Regions from separate parts of the Mus musculus genome. Here regions 2 and 3 are each linked to region 1. Evidence: chromatin contacts called from public Hi-C and HiChIP or PLAC-seq data. All regions are on one chromosome and are shown on one strand. The core of a region is the stretch at or near the end of the contact, and the rest is flanking DNA. Distances in the headings are between cores, read along the strand shown. Region 1 has its middle 30 kb from the start of Gm31843. Region 2 has its middle 58 kb from the start of Gm45572. Region 3 has its middle 44 kb from the start of 2310008N11Rik.

The links. Hi-C and Micro-C count contacts between places; a contact is called where the count stands out from the background. HiChIP or PLAC-seq counts read pairs in DNA pulled down with a chosen protein or histone mark.
Region 2: a Hi-C map of uterus shows a contact between it and region 1, with 3 times the contacts expected there. The contact joins two enhancer-like sites. A contact is called at or near these places in 1 of 15 datasets of contacts at CTCF or cohesin (stem cell-derived epiblast-like cells), 5 of 484 Hi-C or Micro-C datasets (the G1E-ER4 cell line, urothelial organoids and uterus), 1 of 115 datasets of contacts at active chromatin or transcription factors (embryonic basal ganglia) and 3 of 9 other capture datasets (embryonic stem cells, embryonic tail and embryonic trunk).
Region 3: a contact with region 1 is called in an H3K4me3 HiChIP or PLAC-seq map of craniofacial prominence, with 5 times the contacts expected there. The contact joins two enhancer-like sites. A contact is called at or near these places in 2 of 484 Hi-C or Micro-C datasets (cerebellar granule neurons and nephron progenitors), 7 of 115 datasets of contacts at active chromatin or transcription factors (cardiomyocytes, craniofacial prominence, embryonic basal ganglia and 4 more) and 1 of 9 other capture datasets (embryonic stem cells).

Annotation. Positions count from the first base shown.
Region 1 is chr8:26,350,737-26,353,447 of GRCm38.p6, forward strand. No RefSeq gene overlaps it. Among named protein-coding and RNA genes, the nearest start is that of Gm31843, 30 kb to the right of the region's middle. Within about 2 kb of position 1,370, at least 87 of the 459 cell types and tissues checked have an H3K27ac peak or open chromatin away from gene starts, as enhancers often do. A contact at or near this core is called in craniofacial prominence and uterus, where this site is marked.
Region 2 is chr8:26,906,683-26,909,393 of GRCm38.p6, forward strand. No RefSeq gene overlaps it. Among named protein-coding and RNA genes, the nearest start is that of Gm45572, 58 kb to the right of the region's middle. Within about 2 kb of position 1,314, at least 27 of the 459 cell types and tissues checked have an H3K27ac peak or open chromatin away from gene starts, as enhancers often do. A contact at or near this core is called in uterus, where this site is marked.
Region 3 is chr8:26,867,071-26,869,781 of GRCm38.p6, forward strand. No RefSeq gene overlaps it. Among named protein-coding and RNA genes, the nearest start is that of 2310008N11Rik, 44 kb to the left of the region's middle. Within about 2 kb of position 1,376, at least 9 of the 459 cell types and tissues checked have an H3K27ac peak or open chromatin away from gene starts, as enhancers often do. A contact at or near this core is called in craniofacial prominence, where this site is marked.

The DNA of each region.
Region 1 (2,711 bases), core at 120-2,619:
GTTATGTGGTCTTATGTGCTTTGGCGGAATATCGCAGTGGTAGGAGAATGCAGCAGAGGGACCTCTTCGTCACAGGAAGGGACTGGGTGGAAGCCCTAAGGATCTGACCCCATGACCTACTTCCTGTAGCTAGGGCTCATTTCCTAAAGTGTCTAGAACATCTCAAAATACCACCAGTTGCTAGGGGTCAAGTGTCCATCAGATGTGCTCCCCGGGGGGGGGGGCATTTTGTATCTAAACTGTAACTGGGCAAGACAGGGCATTTCTAGCAGCTGTTTGTCTGTTGGCTGTCTATCCTCTCTATTTGGCAGTTTCCTCACCAAAGGTTCAACAGGCTTGAGGTGGGTGTCCTCTCAGGTCTCCCCTACTGCTCGTTTTTCGTGACACGCTCTGCTAAGGCTCTCCCAAGGCTCCCCCAACCCTCTTCCATCCTCTTCAGCAATTTTGTACCAACTCTGATGTTCTGACCAGCATGGTTTGACTTCTACAGAAACACCACCCTACCAGATAAGATGAAGTGCCCGGAGCTCTGTTAGAGTCAATTTTGTGCAAGGTTAATGTGATCTCCCTCATCCTGGCCATTGAAGTCCTGGCAATTCTAGATTCTTCATGCCCCAGGATGCCCTGTTGGTGCAAGGGTTAATACCACCTGTCAGAACCCCACGGGGATTGGACTGTGTCTGGAGGTAGTGAGTTTTAAACATCTCATGCTAGAAGACAGAACGTTTCTTTTACTTTAGCTTTTATTGGGACTTTAAACGTAGCCAAGGCATTAAAGAAAGAGGAAGGGGGAAAAATAAACTTGGAAAGCTTTTATACTTTTTGTAAAAAAAAAAAAATCATTTCTTTTTTTTTTTCTTTTTTTAACCATTACCCAAATCTCCTCCAAACACACAGACCCTACAGTATCCCTATTAAATTATATAGAGCGAGTCCAGCCCTTGACTGTCAGCGGGGCCCATCATTCCTAATTTATCGCCCCAGGAAACACAGTACAATTATGGTAATAAATAATAATAGGATTCAGTACATGACAACATGAATGATGGAGCCTCTCAGAATTCATTTACATTGCTTTGTGTTGCAATCATCGTGCCTCTAATGTAACGCCAAGCAAATGAGCCCCTTTGAATATTGTGCAATCTATCGCAAGTCAACTGGCACAAAACTCACTCAATAAATCATGTTCAAACACATGCCTGTAATGACAGGTAAATCAACAATGAAGTAATTGCATTTAATGTATTGAAATACTGGACAAAAAAAACCCAGTGACCTCAAAGTGACTTTTTGTAAAAGGTATGATATAGTTGCAGAGGGAGAGAGCTCTCCTTCCCGGGAGTCTTGCAGTGCTCAGATGCACACGCCATTGCTGAGGCTGCTGTCCCTGGGCAAGCCCTGATTTACTGCCTTCACTCCGCAGTGAACACCGGAGCAGGCTGCCAGACACTTCAAGAAGGTGTTTGCCAGCATGGATGAGAGAGTCACAAGCTCCAAGCAGCGCAACCTCTCCTCCACCCGGGCTGTCGCCCACTCAGAAAACCTTCTGAAGGGGGCAGGGAGAGCGCTGTGTCAGGAGCCAGAGGGATGTGGCTCCGCCCTGCTCCGGGACTCAACTAGATTGCTCTACAGCTTTAGCCAAGCTCTTCCGCCTTTCGGCCCTTTATGAAATGAAGCATCTGGATCGTCATGTCTGAAATTCACTGCAATTCTAACATTCTCTGAAGCTCTGATTCCAATTAGGGCGGGGGGTGGTGTCTTTGCTTTTAAGCGGAAAATAAAAATAATAAAAGCCTGGGCTCTTCTTGCCCCCGAGTGTCGGAGGCACTGGTTTGAATCAGCGTGCATCTCTTCATCATTGTTTCTGTCGCCGAGGACCTGTGTGCTTCTAATTTCTGTGAAACTTGGGCCCTGCCCCTTTCTGGGCAAGCAGACAAGTCTGAAAATAGGTCCCCAGGGGTTGTGTGGATGGATAACAGACAACATGGAAATGACAGCCTTCCCTACATTCCCCATCCTTTCCACCCCAGCTCCCCTCTTCCCAGGGACCATGTCAAAGAGAGATGAAGCAGAGCCTCTTCGAAGCCAAAGGCCACTTAAGAAACTTTTCCGCTCTTGTAGAAAACTCACTCTTGGCCGAAGGCTGCTCCAGATCAGCCCTGCCTGCAGTGTCTGTCCCTCCCCACCCCTGGCCCCTCTCAGTGGAGCCAGCTGGTTTTATATTGCTCTGCTATGAAGAAGGGGGATGACGGAGGAGGAAATCACACTACACTTTGAGGAGGAAGACCTGGCTAAGTTCAAGCTCGATGATTTACTTGAAAGGTGGCTTTATAGATGTCCCTTCGTAGTTTTGTCCACTGTTCCATCTGTAAAGCCATGGTGCTATTTTTGGTGGCTCCAACCAGGTTTTTGTAGGGAGTGTGACAGACAGATGCGAAATGGTCTTTGTTGGTTGTAAAACACAATATAAAACCAATTTTTTTTTATGATGATAAGGAAGGAAAAAATATCTGAGACAAGGGCTGCCCTCAAGTAACGCTTCTTACCAGAAAATTATCTTAGTTATTTAACTGGGTATTGTTCTCATCTGAAACTCCTATGGGGTGGGGATGAATAGAGGAGGAGCTATGAGGGTCTGGTCTGCATCATTCTTAACTTAGAAGCCCCTTGAGCAACAATAACCAGCATTTACTAAGTGCATTGATAAAGGA
Region 2 (2,711 bases), core at 64-2,563, 560 kb after region 1:
AATAAAGACTGTACTGCGAAAGCACTTTACACGGTGCCAGGTCTGTTCTCAATTCTCAATTGATCTTCCCGAAACCGTTTCAGGTAAGATGTAATTATAAACTCTCTTTGAGGGGCAAGGAAATCAGAACTCAGGCAATTTGTAAAGTTCCTAAATGGTGACCTCCCATAATTAGTCCCAGGTTGGTTGAGTCCAAATTCCAATCTTTTTCTAGACCACACTGTATACCAAAGTATAGCTCTAGAAGGATACCTGAAGATCATAGTCACTTCTTATCCAGAAGCCTTAGTGTCAAGACAAGTAGAGCTCTGAAAAAAAACCCAAATAAAGAATATGAGACCTCTAGAGCTGAGCTGGTCCCCCCACTGAGTGTCCCTGGCGTTTATAGAAGTATACTGTATTTGCAGGGCACTCTCTTCAAGTTTATAAAGTTTTTACCACTTCCAGTGATTTGTCTGGTGTGGCTGTGGCCTGTGTCTGGATCAAAAGACAAAGCTGCAAAGTGGATGGAGAGCATGCAGAACAAACGTAAAGATAGCAGCCTTGGCATCTTCTACCCCTTCTCTCCCCGTTGCCTACGCTGCCTTCTGGGTACCGAGGCTTCAGCTGACAAAGCAGCCGCATTCCTGCTCTAGCTCCTGGGGAGCCATGCAGCACAGCAACTGAAAGGTAAGTCATGGAGTGGGGGCAAAGAGCCCGGGAAACTCACAAAGGTTCCATCTTCTCCTCTAAGCATCTTGATGCCTCTGCTGCATGCCTGCCAGCAAGAGAACCTCTGGAAAGAGCCTCAAATGATAGTTTATAGTTCCTGAGCCTCCCCCAGAAAATCCTCTGCCCAGTTCTTCTCAGCAGAGGAAGTAGAGCCATGTGGGACTCAGTAAGAGGCACCCTTATTTCCCTTCACCACCCCTCCTAGAGAGGCGGGTCCATCAAACTTAAGAGGTTGGCACCGCACCGTGTATAGATTGCATGTGGCATGCACTGATTTAAGGACACGTTTGCTTTGTGACAGCAAGCTGTCTTATTATAGTGAGCCCCAACCAAGCAGCAAGAAGGAAGTAGGCCTCTTCTGTCTACACAGGAGAGGAAGTCTAACTGCTATAAAGATCTTCTTGTCTCAGGAATGAGCACTTCCTCCCTGTGCTCTGACTGCTCCATAACAAATTATCTTCTTTGAGCAAATGGAAACAAGCAAAGGTTTAAATCCTGCTTCTGCCTGGCTGTCCAGAAGTAGGCCCAACTTGGTAAACATGGCCCGCTGGCTGCAGGCACTTATAGGCCCAAAGCCAAACTCCAAGTAGCCACTTGTTATCCTTTCCTCTTGGAGTTTTCCAAAGCTCTATAGATTGCACCCAGAGGCTCTGCTCTTTCTGAAGGTCACACGAGCTCACACAACAGCCCTGGGTATGTGTGGGCTTAACAGAAAGGATGCAACTAAATCAATGTGTCTGCCTGCTGTCATGGCGAAGAGAGCTGAGCCAGGCTGGTTTGGGAAGGGATAGATCCACAGACATCAGGCGCTGCCCTGTACAAGTTGTTCCCTCGTCTGAGGGGATGATTCACCTGCCTGTTGCTGCCTCCGTGATCCAGAAGAAAGATATGATCCAGGCCTGGAAAAGCGATGTCTGAGCCCTGCACCAAACAGCAGACATCCGTCAAGCTGTACACATTGACATTTATTGACTGTCTGTAGACAGAGGCTGCACCGGGAGCTCTGAGGGACTGCTGAAGATCTGGCTCAAAGGAAGGAACAGCAATAGACTCTTGCCTCTCCAGGGCACACTTTCAAACCTGAGGCCCTGTACAAAGGGTTGGCCTAGCCTAACCAGGCCAGCTGCACACAATCACACCTGGCATCTAATAAACATATAATATACTCAAGGACGGGGTCCTTTTGTTTGATGGTTTGCAACCAGACAAGTAACACTCCTATACTGGGCCAATTCAGAAAGAAGTGTTTGTGCTGTTCTGCCACCTGGGAGATTCTAGTGGCCTCTAAAATACAGGCACCAGGCGCGTTGGGCCTCTTAACAATGTAGAAAACAATCACACACGAAATATTCTTCTACTCCCAAAAAGTATAGACAAGTCATCCCTTGCTCGGCCTTGGTTCTCAGCTTGTAATCGTCTTTCACCCTGTGAATACATTTCACACTTTCGTGGCAACATTCAGTCTGGAGGATGTGTTAGCATACACTGTGTTAGCTGAAGTGAGAACATGTGACCCAGGGGTCCCAGGCGTGGCCCTCAGATGTTAAAATCCTGCCTGGGTGGCCAATAATTTGTCCTTTCCCCCGTGGAGTTGTTCCGAGAATTCAATAAGGTTATGTATATTCAGCCCTGGGCTAAGTATGCACACGTAGTTTTTACTGTTGGAGAAATGTGTGCCCAGGAATTTGGCTTTTTTTTTTTTCAGTTGCCAACACAGTACAGTAAGGATGAAGTAAAGACTAGAATCTACAAAATTGGGCTTCATGACTGTAGTGTTGATTGTGTTGGTTGGTGGCACAGCATACGTTTAGCATGCCGGAGACCCTGGGTTCAATAGCCTACTTCATACATACCACTCAAAACAAACAAATCTGCTTCATCCCCAAGTCTGTTTTTGCCCGTGGGATCACAGACCCATCAGATTCCTTCTCTCCATCCCATCCTTTTACACTTAGGAGCAACAGCGATCCCCTTTTCAGAGGCTCGTGAGGACTGACCAC
Region 3 (2,711 bases), core at 126-2,625, 520 kb after region 1:
CAATAATATCACGTTATGACTCCATCAACAGATAAACCCGTTCAACGTACCAGAACCCTCAGGATCCAGTGCTCTGAGGAGATGTCCATGCAGACACACCCAAGGATGTGCCTTGATTAGCTCTTAGGCACTTATTAATCCAATCAAGTTGACAGTCAACCTTAGCCATCACCACAAGGAAGGGCCCAGCACCATGGAGGCTGACCCAGGTGGCCACTGGCTTGTAATCATTCTAACAGGGGTCAGAATCTCCCACACACACACCTCCCACTGGGGACTTCAGCAGTATGCAGGTATTTGAGCTTCTGAATCTTCCCCCAGGTGTCACACTAAAGACATTGTCACCTTTTGAGAGCTAACAAAAGCTATCTGTATGGCTAGTTTTCCGAATGCAGAATTTGTTCTATCAGATGGGGAATAACTCTTTATGTGATCACCAATACGGAGCTCACCAAATCAGCCAGGCCCAGCAGTAGCTAAGTGATACCCGGAAATGAGAACAACATCCCCTGAACTCAGCTGTCTGGGTTACACTGTGACCTTCATTCATGCATTCACTTAGATTCACTTGGTATAAGAAGTTCAAGTACCACGGAGCTTTCCCAGGTCCACCCTGATCCCATGTATAACCCCAAACATAAGAGAGCCTGAGGCATAATGCTCAGACTCATTACATAGTAGCTACCTATACAGACAGACGGACACGCCATATCCTCACATGATTCTCAAATCAGTCACCAGCAGCAGCAGCCAGCTCCTGCCAAGTAAAGTAATGGGCCTTTGGGGGATGGAGATGGGACACAAGGAAGCAGTGCTTAGAGCACAAGGTGTGTTAATGGGTATCAGTTTCGCCAAGGCAGGTGTCCTCCCAGAGGCTTGACTCTGGCTAGCCAGCTCACATGCTGTACGTAACATTGGGCTCTATGTAACATTGCTTCCTGCTGGGGCTCAGCTCTGCCTCCTGTGCCAGTGAGAGGGCTCTGGAAGTCAGGTGGCAGCAGAGAAGAGAAGAGAAGAGAAGAGAAGAGAAGAGAAGAGAAGAGAAGAGAAGAGAAGAGAAGAGAAGAGAAGAGAAGAGAAGAGAAGAGAAAGCTTGTCTAGGGCAAGCCAAGTAAATGTTACCTACTGAGCAACAGGACACTACTGTGAGGCTCAGAGCCTCCCACCACTCTCAGCCCCCAGCCTGTACCCCTGCCCTCTCCAGTGAACAGGGGCCACAGTGGTCACAGGCTGAGCTGCAGGGCAGGGCTGGCTCTCCTGGAATCTGTGAAATGTCATATTCTCCCAGGGTGGTATTTCCCCCACTTTTCCCCCCGACTCCTTTGCAGAAACAGGGCCTGTACCTCCACACCTCTGTTACACATATTGGTTCTGACAGCTCAGATTAATATGTCAGATGCCGAGCTCCTTGCTGGCGACAGGCCTTTTGACCCTCTCAGCACAATCTGCTTCCCTGATTGAAAATCTCTGCGCCTCAAATTGATTCAGAGTTTCATAAACATCCCGCAGCCATGATCCAAGGAAGCCACAGATGAAAGGCCTCAGAGAGCTGAGTTTGCCCTTTTCTCCCTAATCCCTCAAGTCAGAGGGCCCTGACAGCAGGGCAGGACACACACAGGGGTTAAAAAAGGAAGGCTGAACCTGGTAAACTAAGAGTCCCATTGACCCCACACTGGCTATAGACCCAACAAGTCACACACCCTGCCAGCAGCCTAATACGGTTGAAGCAGACTAGTGGAGAGAATACACCATCAGGTACTAAGGCCTGAGCTATCCCTTACTCTAGGACCTTGGGAAACCTTCTTTGACTCTCTGAAACAGGGTTTGTCTTTGTCAAAGGAGGCTAATCATAACCACCTGGCAAAACTCAACAGGCCTGTTGTGAGGGGAAAGAAAGAGGAGGCACCGGGAGAGAAATTCAGAGAAAGCTGAGGGAAGGTAACAATGCACAGAGGAGAGGCAGAGCAAACGATTTGAAATGATAACCATCCTGGATCTGAGAGATGGGTACATGAGAACCCACTATCATCTCTAGCTTGATCTGTTTTGGTTTTTTTCCAACTATATTTTTTTAAGTTACATAACAGCATAGAGCATGTGTGTAAAGTGTGTGTGTGTGTGTGTGTGTGTGTGTGTGTGTGTGTATGTGTGTGTCTGTGTTGTGTGATTCCCTATAGAAAAGTATCGGCAGTGGGACAGATGTAGGGGGGTATCTGTCTGTCTGTCTGTCTGTCTGTGTCTGTGTCTGTGTCTGTCTGAGTCTATGTGTTCTGCATGAAAGTGTGTTCCTACAGTGGACGAATCCTCTCTGAGCACCATCTGTCTGCAAGGTATCTTGCACATGGAATGCACACAACTTTCTCTGGCAGGCCCAGCATCCTGCCTAGTCCTTGAGCCTGGGACTAACTTGACAATAGTGGTGACTGCTGTGTTTTCCTGTGGTCTGCAGGGACAGCCTGTGCTTCCAGACCTTAGGTCTTGACACGCAGAGTACTCTGAGCAAATCCTTGCAACCACCATACCCTGCCACTAAGCTGGGAAACTTCGAGTGCTTTCCATCCTGGTGTTGCCTTCCCTGGAGTATAAGCTCAAGGACATTACTCACAGAGGTCATCTGAACAGCGTCAATGAATGGAGAAGGCCAGCATCCCAGTCACTTCCGAAGGCCCAAAGAAGGCTCTGGACCTGCCTCACAGGTGGTTCTGACGGTC